Linked DNA regions of Anas platyrhynchos: region 1 is linked to region 2. A link is a contact called in public Hi-C data. All regions are on one chromosome and are shown on one strand. Each heading gives the region's core, a stretch centred on a gene start, on an enhancer-like site or on the middle of the called end of the contact. The rest is flanking DNA. Distances are from core to core; before and after follow the strand shown. Region 1 overlaps TEDC1 (tubulin epsilon and delta complex 1). Region 2 holds the start of NOS1AP (nitric oxide synthase 1 adaptor protein).

What was found. Hi-C and Micro-C count contacts between places; a contact is called where the count stands out from the background.
Region 1: a contact with region 2 is called in a Hi-C map of small yellow follicle, with 2.2 times the contacts expected there. The contact joins the enhancer-like site here to the promoter of NOS1AP in region 2. A contact is called at or near these places in 4 of 8 Hi-C or Micro-C datasets (F1 follicle, F5 follicle, liver and 1 more).

The regions. Positions count from the first base shown.
Region 1 is chr8:16,296,135-16,299,307 of IASCAAS_PekinDuck_T2T, reverse strand. The region is part of intron 3 of TEDC1 (tubulin epsilon and delta complex 1); the gene reads left to right. Among named protein-coding and RNA genes, the nearest start is that of TEDC1, 16 kb to the left of the region's middle. Within about 2 kb of position 1,442, at least 3 of the 8 cell types and tissues checked have an H3K27ac peak or open chromatin away from gene starts, as enhancers often do. A contact at or near this core is called in F1 follicle and F5 follicle, where this site is marked.
Region 2 is chr8:16,174,293-16,177,736 of IASCAAS_PekinDuck_T2T, reverse strand. NOS1AP (nitric oxide synthase 1 adaptor protein) reads left to right here and starts at 1,283. Exons shown (of 12, transcript XM_072041582.1): 1 at 1,283-1,340. LOC106019475 (a long non-coding RNA gene) reads left to right here. Exons shown (of 4, transcript XR_011811114.1): 4 at 1-681.

The DNA.
Region 1 (3,173 bases), core at 193-2,692, 120 kb before region 2:
AACCTGTGACTTTACAGCTGATGGGGTTCTCACAGCAATCCCTGGAGCCTGTCGAACTTTCACAGGCTGAGAGGAAGATGAGGACTGATGTGCTCATGCGAAGCCTTACCATGGTGATGCTGGTACTGTGTCCTTTGCTAAAATGGGTGCTGGGGAAGCCAAGTGATGTTAAAATTATTCGGTGTCTCTCCTGCCCTCCAGTGGCAGGGAGCAGGCAGCACCTTTTGGTACCTTCTGGTTATCTTCACCCTTTTGATTTAAATGGGAACACCCTCTACTTCTGGTGTCCCACTTCTGTGAGAAGGGTTAACTCTCACTGCAAGATCTTTTGAAGGAAAGCACTTCTTCCTCAGGAAAGCGTGGACATGGAAAGAAAGCCTCGGGCAGAAGTGCAGTGCAAGGCGTTATCTGTATTGCATTCACTGTGCCCTGTGGGATTCTGTGGGTTAGGGCTGCCTTACCAGGTGTTTAGTTCAGTAATTTGGCTTCTGTGTGTTGTCTGAATACATAAAGCAGTCATTTGTATCGCTTCTACTTTGTGAGCACTTCTGTTTGTGGATATCTGGGTGTCTAATTGCTGCGTGCATCCCGTGGGAGAGGTTTCTTACACCATCCCTGTCTCCTCATGCGCACAGCTGTCTGCATCCTGCCTTGTCTAGGAGGAAATCCAATTAATGTTGATGGAGCTGTTAATGAAAATAGCGTTGCCCCTTTCGCAGCCATGCATTTGAGTTGTTCCTTTTCATGTTTTCCCTCCCACAGGTAGATATAGGGCTGTATCAGGAAGGTGGGTCTGATGCTCTGGTACTTCTGGCTACGGTGTTTAATTTAAAAAAAAAAAACAAAACACCTCTTCCCTATTTAAAGATATGTAATTACATTGATTAACATATGTTATGTCAAATGAAAACCATTGTGTGAATTACGAGCAGCTCGGAATGAGCTCTCAGTAAAAGCTTGCATAAGCACTTTATTGCTGTGATTTATGTGATTGTTTTGTCTCTCCCGAGTCCTGCAGCGAGCGATGTAGACACGTCTTCCCACCGCCGGGATGCCAGGCTGCACGCACAGGGTAGCTAGGATTTGAGCAGCACCCGTGAGTAAATAGTTTGTGTCTAGGCACGGATTAATTTGGGTGGAAGTGAGCATGAGGGTGGGAGCACTCATTAGGGGGTTTAACTGGTTGCTGCTTTGTGCTGCTGTGCTCGAGGGTTGCTGTCAGCTGGGGATTAGGCTCGGTGCACACATCCCTGGGTTAAGCAGGTTCCAGCAGAGCTGCTTCGCCACGGGAAGAACAGCAAGCGCTTTGGTGGCCGTCCAGATACAGAAGCAGAGAGCTGGTCCTTGGAGGGATTTGGATGCATCACGGGGAGAAGCTACAGTGAGCTGGGGATGAACCAGAGCCTGCTGTGGTCCTGCGTTTACCAACAGATGGCAGCTCATCGTTGCAGAAGAGCATCTCTCAGGGAGCTGGCCCTGCCGAAGCCTTGTTTCACAGCAATGCAGGCAGCACAGGCCTTTGCACTTCCATCGAGTGTGCAGGGCAAAATAAGGCAGTGTGGTGTTTGTTCTGCACGGTAGCTGCATTCATGTAAGAATCTGTAAGCATTAAGAGCTCTCTATGAGTTGGGAAGCTGTAGAAGTTTAAGTAAGTTGCCCAATACAGGGTTTGCTTTGAAGTACTATTTGTGCTTTTTTTTTTTTTTTTTTTTTCCCTCAAGATTTCCCCTGAATCTGGAAGGGATTTTACTTTAAATCAATTTTTGGAGTTGAGTTTATTCAAAGGGTATGAACAGACCAAGGTCAGCCCCGTCCCAGGTCCCTAAAATGCTCATATCTCAAAGGGAACAAGCAGTGCAGAAAATGTTCCCTTCTCAATTTCTGCTAACGCATTGATGCTTATGTTGTTCTTTGATGAACTATTTATATGACAAAGTGCTTGTTTAATTTATCTTCATCCGCTGCGGGTGAAATTGCTCTTTCATTTCCAATAACACGGAGTTGCTTTGTATTTCAAACCAGCGAGGAAGGCTTTATTTCTGCCATAAGTTGAAACTTCATAATCTTTACTTTCTCTGAGCGAGTTGCATAAAAGTTGTTTGCTTGGATATATAGAATAGGAATTAAATTGATATATTCCTGTGCCTTTTTTCACACCCTTCCTTCTCACACCCCTTATTCTTTTCTTCTAAGTACTGCTGTATCTGGTGGCTTTTCTCAGTGTTTTGTGAATCCAGCTTCCCAGCAGAGTGCCCTACGAGGGCCGTGTTAACTCTTTTTGCATTGTCTAGCCACAAGTGTATTCGAGTGTTTTGAGAATGTTCTGGTATCTTTTTTCATAACAACTGGGCTTGAAATAGCCTGGGAAGGAATGCTGAGGGCACAACTTGTGTCAGAGACTAAATTCTAGGGTGCTTTGCAGTGATTTTAAACACATGCTCTTAGCTCTGAGTAAACCAGAGTTGATTTAATGAGCTTGGGTAGGTTTTGTAGCTTGTAAGCTGCCTTCCTTGGGCTGGTGCTCTGCTCTGTCCTGGAGCATGCACTTATTATGGGGCTTAGCTGGTTATTTGCCTGCATCTTTCTCCACAGGAGACCTGGGCTTAAGGTGTGGTAAGTGTGGGCAGGTTGGGAGTTCAGGAAGGGGCTGGAAGAGAACTTGGGTGAATATATACATGTTGCTATCATCAGGCCTGTGCTGGGTTTTCCAAATTTGGTAGTAAATAGACATTGAGATCTTCTTATAGCAGTACCGTGAACGTTTAGGGCAGAAAAGTTTGTTGGGGTGAGGCAGTGAGAGTGAAATGGAGATGCTTCCTCTGAGCTTCTGCTTAACAGTTGTGCTGATCACAGGTGCCCTGCTGAGTCTACGTTATCCAGTTTGCTGGGATATCACCAGTGTAATGGGACAAAAATCCAACACTGCACCACGGTATCAACACGTGATAAGGTGGCATTTGTCCTGCAAGCCTGCAGCAAGCATCGTTCTGTAGCTGGAGTCCGTGTGCCTTCCTTCTCTGAAATAGAATCAGAGAAATGTTAATTACAGCAAAGAGTTTCTAAGCAAAAAGCTCTTCTGGTAAGTGGCTCTGGAGCTGGTGTGGAGCATCCAAGTGAGGGGAGGCTGTGGAGAGCGCTGGGTACCTGCCTTGTTGTGGCTTTGCCTAAATAAT
Region 2 (3,444 bases), core at 34-2,533:
TAAATTACAGATTCCCAAGCTCTGCGTATGCAATTGTTTGGAAACAAAGCCCTCTTTAACTCCCCGCTCCGCGCTGCGAGCAGGCTGAGCTGGCTGCAGCGGGCTTCAGCCGGGTATGGATCAGGCCCAAGAAGGAGAAGGAAGGGAAAATTCAGGTGGGATCCAAGATCTGAAACACGTCCTCAGACATGGGGAAAAGGGTGCCTGTTTACCCATTTATCAGGAGTAAGGACCCATCACGAATTGCTCGCCCATGTCACCCGGTGGGCAGGACGAGGCTGTCCCTGTCCCTGCCGTGCCACCCTCCGAAGTCCCCACACATCCTCCACAGATCTGGCAGGCATGTGTCAGAATTAATCACTCTGGCAGCTTACACAGCAATTAAAGGAAGGGGCGGTGTGCCTGATTATACAGCAAACAAGGCTCGGCAAATTGCAAGCACATCGCAGGTAGCTCCAGTTAGCTGCGTGCTCACGGGGGGGAACCCCAGGACATCGGCTCCTCTGTGTGCTGGGGTCTTCTGGTAATGTTCCACTTGAATATGGCAACTGGCTTGTTGCACACATAACGAGGCTGCTCTTCCTTGCTGTAAAAGCTGACAAAAGCTACAGGTCTCCACATCCCTCCTGATGCACCATAAAAGCTAGGGCCAAAGCCACGCTCTCCGGACTGGGGTCAAGGGGGCCAGGCACCCATGGAGAGGGCAGGTCTGGCCATGCAAATTCTCTGTATTCAGACAAAACTGACCTCAAGACCTCCCTTTCTGCCCTGAACCTGCCTTAGGAACACCATCACAACAAGCTGTGGATGAATTTCAGCCCAATGGCTGGCAGAGCCAGCACGGTGCCCTGCTGCACACCCAGAGGGTTGCTGCAGGTGGCCCCTTGGGATGGAGAGCACCTGGGGTCCTTCCCTCTGCCCTCAACAACCCCCGTAGCTGTTGGTTTGGCATTTTATTTTTTATTTTATTTTATTTTATTTTATTTTATTTTATTTTATTTTATTTTATTTTATTTTATTTTATTTTATTTTATTTTATTTTATTTTATTTTATTTTATTTATTATTTTTCCCCCTCCCTGCTGCAGCAGCAGCATGGCGCAGCTTGTTTCCCTCATTCAGAGCACCTGGAGAGTGGTGATTTAAGGAGCTGGGACTCCCCCTGCAGCTGGGGCCAGGTCTGGGTGCAGTAGGGTGGTGGTTTTATGGGAGCAGGCAGCGATGGGGGTGGCTGTGCTCAGCCCTTGGTGCCCTGCTGCAGATGCTTTCCAGTCCCATCCAGGTTCTTGGAGCTGAGCTGTGGGGTGCGTGGTGTGGGGATAAGAGGCCCCACATATCAAGGTAAGCACTTATTCTTGAATGAATGGCTGTTAATATGTGTATTGATAAGTTTACCCAGAGCTGCTAGGGCTGATTGTGCTGAGGGTGGTTAGAGCCGTGTTTACGCAGCGTGTTGACTTTCTTCTAATGGCATTTAGGCACGCTTATCGCTAACGGGCCGCTGAGATTAGCACAGGATGAGTAAGTGCTGCACGGGCTGCCTGCAAAATGCTCAGCGTGCGGCAGCGACGCTTCAGCCTGCCGTGGGAGCTCCCTGGCTGCTGGGCCTGGGTGGTGGCACCGTGTGGAGCCCTGCAGGAGGCTCGCAGGGATGGGTTTGCACAGCCTGCAGCTCCCCTGGAAGGTCCTGGGGGTCCCAAACCTCCTGGCTCTCGCTGCCTGCTTGCAGCTCGTGGTGAGGCTGGCTGAGGCTGGCAGGGAGGGATGTGGATGTTAGCAAGCACCTGTTTTGCTCCAGGGGGTGTGTTTATTTCAGGAGCACCGAGTGTTTGTCTTTCTGCAACAGAAATGCTTTGAGATTTGGGGTCCCCGGAGGGCTTCCAAAAAACTGGGCTAATTGCAAATTGAAAGGAAATGGTGTTGCGAAGAATCGGAGTGTCTGTGAAGGCCAAACCTGAGTTTTCAGGCTGTCCCGTTAATGTTTTTCTCTGTGCTCTAGCAGGTATCAAAGGCAGGCTTGTGGCTTTAAAAGCAACTCTGAAACTGTTCCCAGTTACACCTCTAAAATAAATACGTAAACGCGGCTGGCTGATGAGCGCTGCCAGCTCATCAGAACAAAATGTCAGAAAATGCCAGCAAGTTCCTGACCTTAATTCCAGCAGGCTTGCCTTCCTCCCCTTCCTGAACTTTTTGCTTCCTTCCCAATCATGGCAATTTAGATGCTAATCACCGGGCTTTATTAGGCAGAAAATGCAGCTCATTGCTGTGCTGACCCCTGTGCACCGCATAGTGCTCCTCCCTCCTGGGACTGTGCAGGTGGCAGGGGACAAGGTGACTCCCTGCTCAGCCCCACTGCGGTGTTCAGGGATGCTTGGAATGCATTTTGGATGAATATTGAGCTTTGGGATGCTCCGTGCCAGCAGGGACTTGATGTTAGCAGCGTAAGCTCTACTCATTAGGCTGTTTAATTGCAGGGCCATGACCCTAGCAGAGCCTTGCTGCAGTTTGCTGCTATAGGAGTTTGTGGAAGGGCATTAAAGCAGGCTGCAGCGCTGAGCTCTGAGCTGGATCCTACCTTTCCTATCTGACTTCCTGCCGGAGATCCAATTTTCATTACGATTTATTGCTTAGAGCTGCAAAATCTGCCATCTGCCCGTTTCCTCCCATTGCCATGCTCCGTGACGTTTCTCGTTCCCACCCACCGCCAGCAGAATAACAAAAATATTTGCATATGGCCAAAAACCCTTGTTCTTATCGCTCCCTGGAGGAGGGGCCTGCCGAGCACAAACAGGGCTCGGTGTGTTTTCCCAAATCTTGGGCACGGTGTGTTTTCCCAAATCTCTGCCACAGTACAGCCGTGGAAGCAATGTGTGTGATGATGGCTACAGAGCTGATGTACCTACCGGCTGTAGGTACATCGAATGACTTATTTCGAGAGGGCTGGCAGCAAGAGGAGGGTTTTGTCCTCCTGGTGTGTGCTGAGCTGCTGCCAGTGCCCAGGTACAGGTGTCGTCCTGCAGGGCTGGGGGCACGAAGCTCTCCGGAGAGGCTGCGGTGCCTGGAGCACAGCGAGCACTGCAGGTGCCTTCTGCTACAGGCTGCGAGCAGCCATGAGCACGTCCTTCTGATGCAAAGGGTGCAGAGCCCGAGTAGCTTCGGGGGAGCAGGAGCAGACAGCTCCGGACACGAGCAGGACACTCTCTGCCGGCTCTCCTTCAGCCTCGCCACGCCGGCGCTGCGCGGCGCTCCCCGGCTGCGCTTCGGGGCTTGCCCAGGAGGTGGCAGGGCAGCGCCAGCCGCCACCCGGAGGGGGCCCAAGGGGACACACGGAGCTCCCGGGACCCCGGAGGGACCCCACAGAGCCCCCTGAGAGCCCCCAGCGAGGGGGCTGCAGCGCAACTCTTCTGCGCCTCCGCTGCGCTCTGGCACTTGTGAGGCCGTTCCA